2 separate regions of the Zea mays genome follow, and region 1 is linked to region 2. Evidence: chromatin contacts called from public Hi-C data. All regions are on one chromosome and are shown on one strand. Each heading gives the region's core, a stretch centred on a gene start, on an enhancer-like site or on the middle of the called end of the contact. The rest is flanking DNA. Distances are from core to core; before and after follow the strand shown. Region 1 holds the start of LOC100274387 (S-adenosyl-L-methionine-dependent methyltransferase superfamily protein). Region 2 holds the start of LOC103630705 (glutamate synthase 2 [NADH], chloroplastic).

The links. A called contact is a pair of places that touch in the nucleus more often than the background predicts.
Region 1: a contact with region 2 is called in a Hi-C map of leaf, with 2.7 times the contacts expected there. The contact joins the promoter of LOC100274387 here to the promoter of LOC103630705 in region 2. A contact is called at or near these places in 6 of 25 Hi-C or Micro-C datasets (bundle sheath, ear, leaf and 1 more).

What each region holds. Positions count from the first base shown.
Region 1 is chr6:175,022,243-175,027,550 of Zm-B73-REFERENCE-NAM-5.0, forward strand. LOC100274387 (S-adenosyl-L-methionine-dependent methyltransferase superfamily protein) reads right to left here and starts at 2,925. Exons shown (of 3, transcript NM_001148747.1): 1 at 2,330-2,925; 2 at 2,088-2,201; 3 at 1,593-2,006. The coding sequence starts at 2,858. The coding sequence ends at 1,858. LOC100278444 reads left to right here and starts at 3,099. Exons shown (of 18, transcript NM_001352621.1): 1 at 3,099-3,458; 2 at 3,548-3,728; 3 at 3,830-4,033; 4 at 4,129-4,306; 5 at 4,390-4,589; 6 at 5,105-5,308. The coding sequence starts at 3,250. It overlaps LOC100273076, which reads left to right. Exons shown (of 7, transcript NM_001352619.1): 5 at 82-297; 6 at 780-917; 7 at 1,007-1,372. The coding sequence ends at 1,153.
Region 2 is chr6:174,755,569-174,761,409 of Zm-B73-REFERENCE-NAM-5.0, forward strand. It overlaps LOC103630705 (glutamate synthase 2 [NADH], chloroplastic), which reads left to right and starts at 3,171. Exons shown (of 22, transcript XM_023300388.1): 1 at 3,171-3,316; 2 at 3,468-3,587; 3 at 3,679-3,792; 4 at 3,893-4,045; 5 at 4,127-4,227; 6 at 4,420-4,516; 7 at 5,059-5,168; 8 at 5,292-5,395; 9 at 5,542-5,721; 10 at 5,809-5,841. The coding sequence starts at 3,206.

The DNA of each region.
Region 1 (5,308 bases), core at 1,675-4,174, 270 kb after region 2:
AATTGTTTCATCTGTTTTTATGAAAATATCAACACTTACCTTGGATAATTTGTTCTGAACTCGCAATTTGATTTTGAGCAGGCATTGGCGGAAATGATGGATTCTATCAAGAACAATAGGGCAAAATGGGGGAACCTGATTGGTTACATGATACTGCCTTTCCACATAGCCATGCACGATGATCCTCTTGAATACATCCGCCAAGGGAAAAGGACAGCTCAAAGGAAGAAGGCTTCATTAGAAGCGGTTTTCACGTACTGGAGTGGGAACCTAATAGTCAAACTATTTGGCATGAAGGTATGATCTACTCAGATATCAACATGTTTTCTTTGGTTATTGGTTTTGATTTGCTTGTAGAATTGTTAGGTTTTGGCAGTTCGACGCAATCCATTTTAAGTTCAAACTGATCATTTGGATTGTTTAAACTTTAAATCCGAAGAAACAAACTAAAATTCACTTTTTTGACAGAGGTAAACCCAGATTTTGTAGAAACCATATAAGAGTAAGTAAAAGTCACAACTGCATGTATTCTCTCTAAAAGGACAAATCAAAATGCATAGCCTTGTCATGGACTGCTGTAAATTGGCAGGATCACATGAGTCTGAACGCTGTGATTTTTTCACCCTTACAAGTGACAGCAAGTTTTTTTTTGGGCATTTTGTTGTAACCAGAGGTCACATGACAAGAATCTGATCTTTTGCAAATTAACACCTTGGACCAGTTTGAACTCTCTCTTGACTACTCTGGAATGCTTGGCTCTAACTGTGAAACTTGTACAGGCTGCAGCAGCTCTCTGCTATGGTATGTTCACAAATACGACCATGTCATTCTCAAGCATGGTCGGACCTGCTGAGAAGGTGGAGTTCTACGGCCATCCAATCGTCTACATCGCTCCCTCTGTCTACGGGCATCCACATGTAACGCTCGCTAGTCATTAATACTACTATCGAACACTCGAACAACTTCCAGATTCTCATTTTTAATTATCTCATCTTAATGTGTGTAGGCTCTGACTATACATTACCAAAGCTATACGAACTCCATCAAGCTTGTCCTCGCAGTGGATGATGCTCAGTTTCCAGACTCTCATCAGCTTTTGGACGACTTCGCCGAGTCCCTCAGGCTCATCCGTCAGGCAGCTTCAACAAGATGACAGACACAAATAAGAGCATTTTTTTCCGGTAGAATGTAGACTGTTGGCGAGAACTCGCATAGAAATGCTGGACAATAACTTATCAGGAAATTGATGGCCAGGTTACCTGACTGGGGACTCCATAAACTTTCAAGAAATCATTAGAGGCAAATTGTAAAGTGTAAAGACTAGTATGTAATATCAAGAATTGCCAGTCTGACGGATACGCAAAATTCACTCAAATGGGTTTCATAAACTACACGCAGCTAATATTATCAGGAATAGAGCTCATAGAGCCACAGTTACTAGTTGTATACTTGCATATTTCACTACTGTTTAAGCATAAACCAAATAAAATGAATACAATTCGTTATTGAGCTTTCTGTACTGTCATAAGTTTCTGGACTTCTCTTTAAATTCATTTCAAAACTATCTTTGTACTACCACTGTGCACATCCTTGTCCAAACTCACATATCAGCTTTTAGGTGTTGCCACCACTGAGATCATTTGCAGTTTCAGACATCGGTTATCTAAAATCCTTTCTTTCACTCTTGTACAAACTTTCAGAATAGGTTGCAAGCAAACCATACAATGAGCTATCAAACTTCCATGGCTTAAGCCGGCGCTAAAACCTTGGCTATCGCAACAACATAATTGGAATTGGAAAAAGGGAAAACCCAGATGCCTCCTATCCTTGTTCTACACCAAGGCGAGGAACAGACGACTACTCTGCGCTAGGTTTCTCTGGTTTCTTGACCAAGATAAACAAGGCTACACGGTTGCTGCGGAATTCAGGGTGCCATTGGTCCTGCTCGATGCACGCAATTAGGAAGTCCTCCATGGCTGCCTCCAAGAAGCACTCCAGCACAGCATCTATACAATCATATGCAAAACATTTATATGGCGTCTGGTCAGTCCAAAAGGAAACAGAGGACGCAAAAAGAGAAGCCTTACCGTTGCGAAGCTCCCCAGCTAGAAGTATAGTAGTGTGCTTCCCTGAGAGTTGGTTGAGAGTGATCAGAAGATCGTCCACAGCTTCCTCGTTGTATATGACGTCGGAGCCAAGCACTGAAAGAATTGAAGGATCATGACATCAATCGTATTCTATGAAGATGAATCAGAAGCAGACAGGAGTTGAATGTCCATGCAAGAAACACAGAAGGAGAAGAAGAAAAAAAAGACAAACGCGAGCAGACCGAAATCGGGCAGTGGCTCCTCGAGCAATTCATGGTGAGGATTGTCGCCCCACACAAGCTCCGTGACCCGAGCGGAGCCCGGGACGTGGGGGTCGTCGACATTGAGGGCGACGTTCTTCCTAAGCAGCTTGAGCCGGTCGGCGAGGTCGGTGAGGACCACATGGGCGCCCAGCAGGGCGGCGACGCACCCCACCAAGCCGCACCCGGACCCGAGGTCCACCGCGCGCGCGCCGCGGAGGAGCAGCCGCTGGGAGTCGACGGAGTGCTCGAGGAACTTGGCGAGCACGACGCCGCTGTCCCAGACGACCGCCCCCGTGACCCCCGGGGTGGCCATGGAGGAGGGGGACTGCAGCAGGGACAGGCGCCGCCCGCAGGCGTCGAGCTCGAAGGCGTGCGCCGCCTGGCGGACCAGCGCGTTGTTGCGGTGCGACTCGGGCTGCCCCAGGCCCCACAGCAGCATCGTCTCCCCGGCCGCGCTCTCCACCGGTCGCAGCGCGCCGCCGTACGCGCCCATCCCACTGCCCATCATCCTTGTTCCTTGACTCGGCGGCGGCGGCGGCGCTCTGCCCTCTGTGTCTGGAGAAACGTGAGTGTTGGGCCGATATGGGCCGGCCGTTAGTTTGTCCAAGGCCCAGCGGTAATGGCTCCTCCTCCGTCCTTGTCCTTGTGCGAACGCAATGCCATCCTGCTCCTCCGCGCCCCACTCGATTGGGAGTTTGGGACGCAATTCAAAAGGGGACGAGGGCAGGTCAGGCGCTCGGCGCTCCTCACGAGCAACGGCTACCACACGAAACAATTTCCTCTTCCTCCTCAGCGGCACCGTCTCGTCGTCACCTCCCTCCTCTTCCCTTCCCGCGGCCCCCGACGCCCTCCGTCCCTCGTCGTCATCCAGTCATCCCCTACACCCGATAAAAGGTACGATGGAAGAAGCAGCCTGCACCGCTGCTCCGAGCCTCCCTTATCACTCTCCGTGGATCAGGACCGCTCCCGTCAGAGTAGTGGCGAAGATTTGCCCGGGCGGAGACCCCACTGGATCCATGCAGGTCTCCGCCCGTGTTCCCGATCCGGCTAACTCCTCCTCCGCTTCCGTCTCATTCGTCCCCATAATCAAGGAGTCTGCTCTTTCTAAGTGAGTCTGGTTGCTTTTCCTCTAGCTTATTTAAGATCCGGCCGATCTCATCAACTAATCTGACTTATTTTGGCTTTGGGTTGCTGAAGTATGACCCACCGCAAACATCGCGAGCACAAACTCGATTGGTGCTATCTCAACGACGATTCGTACACAGACATTTTTCACAACGAGGTTAAACAGCTTGTGGATAAAATCTTCTCCTCTGATGGCCACAACCACGCATGTGTAGTCACTTGCGGTTCCACTAGCAAAACCCACCTTGTTATAGTATGTTTCTTTCATTTATTTATATTCATGCTAATTGTAAGAATTGCATATCTTAACTGCATGTCTTCAATCAAGCTCACTCAATTAAATTTCCAATTCAGGGGTCCGATCATCAACCGGGCTTGCTCACTATGGCCATGGAGCGAATATTTGACTATGCCAAACCTATTAGGGCAACTGTCAGTGTTTCCTCTTATCATGTGCTTCAAGACAGCCATGTCTTTGATCTTTTGGATCCTAAGAACAACGAGGTCCTTGTGCGAGAGGATGCTGATGGAAGGACTCATCTGAAGGGCCTCTCTATGGTATCCTATTTTCTTACACTTTTTTTTTTCTGAATTCATGTTCTTGTCTTTTCATTTTCTCAATCACACAAACTGAAATTAATCAATTAACGCAGGTTGAAATCAATTCAATTCAGGAGTTTCAGAATTTGTGTTATGATAGTGACAAACACCAAAATCGCACCAAAGTTTCCAAAGCTAAAGGACACAATGGTTTTATTATTTTTATTTCTAAATCTGATCAGAATGGCAAAGAATCCTCTGTATCAAAAATGCATTTTCTTGAGTTGGCAGGTATGTACTTTGCATACGTGAACTGCAATTTTATATTCTACATTATATGACTAAATAAAATTTTATTCTTTAATTTTTATTAGACCATATCAATGATAAGCAAAAGAGCCATGGTGAAAGATTTGTTCAACAAAATTCCAAGAAGTCCTTATATGCCGTGATGGATGTTGTGCAAGCTCTAAACAGCCACCAGAGCTTCATACCCTATAGAAAAAGCAAAATAACCCATATTTTGCAAGACTCTTTATCCAAGACAGGTGGTGCTTTATTAATAGCATGTTTGGTAAGGATAGTTGGTCTTAATATTTTGTATTATGTATTTCTTTTTGGTGATTTTTAAGATAAATATTAAGAAAAATAAATGACTTCACATATCATAGATTAAATGTTTACATTATTTTATGTTTATTGTTATTTTTTGTCGGTTTTGATAAAAGAATCTCTATAAAGTTGAAGGTGGTTTTAACAATGTTGCTCAACAACATATTTCTTAAAATAAAACATATAAGTATATTCTGTATTGCCTTTTGTTAAAACTCAAAAGATAGTATATCCATGTAGCTGCTAAAAAAGAATGTATACAGATACATTTTTTGTTGTCGCTATTCTATATCTTCTTTGTTGTTTTTGTTTGACAGAATACACATTTCTAAAGTTAGGTTGCATTATTTGTTATAACATTCTATATTTTACCTTACCATACTATTGGAATTGATGCATTGTTATTGCTACTATGCCAATCTAATGCTATGCATTCTTGTTACTATGCCGATCTAATGCTATGCATTCTTAGTGTAGGATGAAGTCTCATGCCAAGATGCAATCTCTACTCTAAGCTTGGCTTCACGCTCAAGCCAAGTGGTCAATGAACAACGGTACAACTTATCCTTAATCACAAAAGGTTGTTCAAAGTCAAATGTAAAGCTTTCAGTGAACAATAAGAATTTGTCAAGATCGTTATTGTCTTCTATCCAACAACAAAGTCCCGTGCTGGAGAAGCCA
Region 2 (5,841 bases), core at 1,921-4,420:
TCTGAGCTACCAGAAGCTAGCTGTAGATCTACGTCAAGACCAACGAGCTTAACTAGTAACAACGACTTTAATCATTAAAATTTAGATTAGACTAGTACTTGAAAGTTCAGGTTTCTCTGCTCTCATTTGATTACATTTAACTTACATTTCATGGTAAATAAACATGCATGCCAACGCGTCAGATCCCTTTCACTTTTGTCAACTCTCCGTCTTTCTTGTTAAGTCTTCTAGAAGTTTTTTTTATATATAATCATTTCTAATAAATTCTACTACATCTGTCGTAAAAATAGTTCGTTTAAGAATAAATACACATTCGTTAAGTAACCTATAAACATAGTTTGTATATATGTATATATTCATTATAATTTATTCGAACGTGAAAAAAGGATAAAAAAGAACTATATTTTGAGAGGGAGGGAATATTTATGTACTCATGAAACTCATTAGTTCTTTAATTATTTTTATCATTTAAGTATTGAACCATTAAAATCCACTAGAAGGCCTATATATGCCCCTTCATTAAACCGTAGCACCTTGTTACAACTACAATGCAACAATAACTTGTAAGTATATAGAGGATTCTAACCTTTTTTATAGATATTCCGTAACCTTGTATTAAATACTTCGACTACTAAATAAACTCGAAAAAATGTTTCAAATATAAAATATGAAACCTTGTCAAGCAGAAAAACACTATAACTTTAGCATATAACGTGTCTCCATCCAAGATTGTTTATTTTTCAAAAAGTAAAATAATCTCAGAATATGAAAATTGAAAATAATTATGTGAGACACTAAACAAATTTAAATAAAAACTTATCAAAGAAACATAGATCAGGATAGCCGCTATAACTCTGGTATATACCATGACAACATCAAGGTTGTTTAAAAATTTCAAATTTCAAAATATATGAACCTTAAATAATATTTTGGGACTCTAAACAATTTCAAAATAGAAAAAAAAACTCTCAACTACAAAGCTTCATTGTTTTGGTATAAAGTTTGTATCTACCCGATTTCATATTAAAAAGTTATCGATAACTTTTGGATGGAATTATTTTTAGAGGCATCTTAAGGTGTTTGCATCCATTAATCGATCTTTAGAGACAAACGATTCTAGTAAACGTCTCTAAGAGATTGACAGATCTATATCTCTGGAAATTGATGAACACATGATTAAAGAACATCATCGTAAGCATCATCGGTCGCATCGGTGGATCTGGTGACCGTACAACACGTCCGGGTTGCAGATATTAATCGACAAGCTAGATTATCTCCAGTCTAGATCTTGCCGAAACATGTTAGTAGTTCGTGGATCGCGACGCCGCCCAGGATGGGCGCCGACGGGAGCCCCAAACCGAGTGGGTCGACAAGAAACGGCCGGGGAGAAGAAGATTACAAGCGGGCGGACGCGGTTGTGGCTCCCCGCATTGTCACGGCCGCCGGATGCGACGGCGGTGGTAGCCGATCCCTATACGCTGGTTACCAAATACCAATTGGCGGTGTACCTGGCCCTTTTTTATTTTTGTTTTTTTGGCCTTTTTAGAAAGTTTTTTTTTATAAGTATGTTCTTTTAGTTTAAATTCATTGTCGTCGAGGTTACACGCCTCGACGCCAAAGCCAAAAAATACATGCGAATAAAAATGGAAGGAGTAAGGATGTGTTTTTTGGGGAGTGTAGGGGAATGAAACGACACCATTCCTTTTTTAGATTTTTGTTTCCAAAAAAAGAGTGAGACGGTTTCTAAAGTCTTCGTATAAAAATTTACCATAAATAATTGGAATGCTCGCGCTACACAAAATGATCGGATGCGAGCGCTCCCATCTGTCTTCTCTCCTCTACACTCATATGGCTCTCCAACCAAACAAAGAACGGAAACAACTTCGCTCTATTTCACTTTACAACCAACAAAAAATGAAGCGACTCTGTTCTCGCCAAACACAGAATAAAATGACTCTATTTTCAAAACTTAAATGGAACTGCTCTATTTTAGTTGACTTTCCAACCAAACATACCCTAAGTAAAAGGAGCAACTCTAAAAGATTAGACATGATGTTTTGTAAATATAAATTTAGATATTATTAAAGGAGAGACATATCTATATTAACTCTTTAAATTTAGTAGCTATCTGTCTTTAATTTTCTCTCTCAATTTTTTGATAGCGTGCATCACGCGCGGTATAGAGTTTTGAATCTACAAAGTCTGTTGAAATAGTCTATTGTTTTTAAAATTTATTTTAAAGAGTAGGTAAATCAGTAAATTTAGCTAATCTTTTTGTTAATCTATTGGAGTTGCTCTTGTAATCATTTTTCACTTCTCTTAATAACCTATCTTAAACACGTCTATATTTGTAATCTTTGTCACCGTAGTGTATTGACAGCTTAATTAACGAATGATGCCAGCCAAATTGGCAGTTGCCTTTGCCAGCTAAGGAATCAACAAGAATCAGACGAGCGACGAGGTAGAGGGGGAGATAAACAAAAATAGTAAAAAAAATAAAAAGAAATGAGCAGTACTACTTTAAAACACGCAGGGGTTTAGCTCGCACGGCACGGGTATAAATTCTTGCGTGCGCCGCTGAGCAGTGAGCACAGAGCGGCGTACTGTGAAATCCTGCGAGGTGAAGAAGAGACAGGGAAGCGGCGCAGAGGCGGAGGGCCGCCGAGACGACAAGCACCGGCCTTCACCGTCACCCCCCGCTACGTTTCGCAGCGTACGTCTCCTGGCGAAGAGCGCGAGGAGCACGATCACAGCCAAAGGCCAAGCACAGCAGGGTATCATTGGTTTTGTCAGTGATTTTTTAAAGATTTGTTTCTGATACGTCCTTGGAATCTCATGCGTTGTCTGTTTGCGTTTGCGGTTGCACGTAGATAAGTACCATCGGCGAGGAGGCGGCATTCTCTCTACTTCCCTACGAAGCCGGGCAATGTCGGCGACGCAGAGCCTGGCTCTCAAGCTCCGGGCGGCTCCCGCGCCGGGCAGGCCCCGTGGCCGGACGACGGTGAGGGCAGCTGGAGCGGCGCATGCCGGGGCGCTGCTGCAGCACCGCCGCTGCGTGTCGCTGGCGCAGGGCGGGCGGTTCCTCCGCGGCGCGCCGCTCCCCGCCGCCCAGCGGCGCCCGCGGGCATTGCCGTGGGCCGAGCGCGCCGCGCGGCGCCACGGCGGCGGCTCGGTGGTGGCGGCGGCCGCGGCGGGGGTCAGGTCCATGTCGAAGCTACCGCAGGGCGACACTGGGCTCTACGACCCGTCCATGGACCGCGATTCCTGCGGCGTCGGCTTCATCGCCGAGCTCTCCGCCGAGCCCAGCCGCAAAACCGTGAGCGCTTCCGCGACTACGCGCGCGCCTGCTTGGAGTTCATACTTCCATTCCTTATTCTTCCTTGCTGAAGCTTTCAGTAACTCAGTGCTTTGTGCCAGCCCCTGTACATGTCAGAGTTCGCTTAACGTGGCCTGTGTCTGAACTGTAGATCGTCGACGCCGTCGAGATGCTTGAGAGAATGTCCCACCGTGGCGCCTGTGGCTGTGACAAGAACACCGGCGATGGTGCGGGCATCCTTGTTGCACTGCCGGATGCCTTTCTCAGAGAGGCAAGCTTATGTTTAGTTGAAGTTGTTAACGAGGGAGAAGGACTTTCTGTGGCCGAGGGGTCACTTTGTGCTTGGTTTTGTGTCGTGTCAGGTCACCAAGGACGCCGGCTTTGAGCTTCCACCGCAAGGTGAGTACGCCGTAGGGATGTTCTTCATGCCCCACGATGATGACCGACGTGAGAAGACCAAGCTTGTGTTCCATGAGGTTAGTCTAGTGAAAGAGTACAAAGAAGAAGAAGAAAAGGGCAAAATCTAGTCGAGACAAAAGCGTGTTCATTTTTGTCCGGCATGTATTTGGACTGCAGATTGCCGAGTCATTGGGACATGTAGTGCTTGGGTGGCGTCGGGTTCCAACAGACAACTCGGACTTGGGCAAAGCAGCGCTTGAAACTGAACCAACGATCGAACAAGTGTTTGTGTCTAAGAGCATGCACTCCAAGGCTGACTTTGAGCAACAGGTCATTTTGATGAGCTATAAAATTTGAAATCTGTGTGATAGACATTGTCTGTTGACTTCCTTCTGCAAATTGCATATGCAGTTGTACATCCTACGTGGGCTCTCAATCAAGTCCATCCGTGAAGCTTTATGTCTTGAGCACGGAGGACCAAATGATTTCTATACGTGCTCTCTATCTTCAAGGTTCCACTTTATCACCCTATTCATTTTTTTAAGAAAATATAACGTGTGAAATCTGAAACGATCAAGGAACAGAAGGGTATCATATAGATGCTGATTTTTTTTGTGATTTGAGCTCCTCTCAAGTTACTTTATTTCAAGTCTTCCACTTTTTCGAAGAAACTATTTGTGAAATCCGTTTTTATTATTCTTCAGGACTGTTGTTTACAAGGGTCAGCTGAAGCCAACTCAACTTAAAGGGTACTTCTTTGCAGACTTAGGTGACCAAAGGTTCAAAAGTTACATGGCTCTGGTAAATACATAGGCTCATTAACTTTATAGAATATAAGGAAATTCATAAACGCAGTCAGGAGACGGGGACTGCAAGTAGCAATGCGGGTTTTTTGTTTGCGCATGCTGTTTCAATACTGGTTCATCGTGCATTTCAGAATCAGAATTTGTGTATGTGTCCTTCAATTAGGTAGTCTAAGGAAATTCTGTTATGTCAGTATCTGTGGGGTAGTGTAGGGAAATTGTGTTATGTGTGAGGTAACTTATGGCTTCTGGAATTGTTTAGGAACTAACATCGCCTTCTATGGTGTTGATGATCCATTTGAGACCATACTTCATATTGCATATTATATAGATGAACAAAGATGAGGAAGGCAGGAGCGAAGCTAGGTTCATGAGAGAGGGTGCATATGCACCCACAAAAATTTGCAAAATCAGTGATTTAGACTGGATTTTCACCATATATATACACCACCTATAAATCATTACTATGCACCCTCCTCCAATTTACTCTAGCTTCGCCATTGGAGGAAGGTTTGATTAATTAGTCATGCATGCAAACAGGTTCACTCAAGATTCTCCACGAACACCTTCCCCAGCTGGGATCGGGCACAACCAATGCGTGTTTTGGGACATAATGGCGAGATCAATACCCTTAGAGGGAACAAGAACTGGTAACAGCCCCCCTCCTCCCACCCCGCTACACAATTTGCAAAGTTTTGTAAGCAATAATCTCCATATGACAGGCATTCATGGACGCATTTCACTGCGATGTGCTATATTTTTATGTTTAATAGGATGACAGCACGTGAAGGTCTTCTGGAGTGCAAGGGACTCGGTCTATCAAGGGATGAAATGTCAAAACTTCTGCCTATAGTGGATGTTACCTCTTCAGACTCAGGTTCCATTTTCTATCTACACATGCAAGAAAAAGGAAGTAGTAAAAAGTGCTAGGATACTAGATCCATATTCTATCTACACATGGCAGGTTAAATTATATTTGTCTTGTCAAAAGCATTGATTCGATGAAAAATGGTCCTTATTCAGGTGCATTTGATAATGTACTTGAGCTTCTCATCCGGTCTGGAAGGAGCTTGCCAGAGGCTGTGATGATGATGATCCCTGAGGCGTGGCACAATGACGTTAACATGGACCCAGAGAAAAAGGCTTTGTATGAATACTTTTCGGCCCTTATGGAGCCTTGGGATGGACCTGCCCTAGTGTCATGTAAAAAATATGAAACCATTTGACTCCTTAATATTTTCTGTACAAGTCCTGATGGATTGACTTCACTTGTTGACCCCATTCTCACAGTTACTGATGGCCGTTATCTTGGTGCTACTCTGG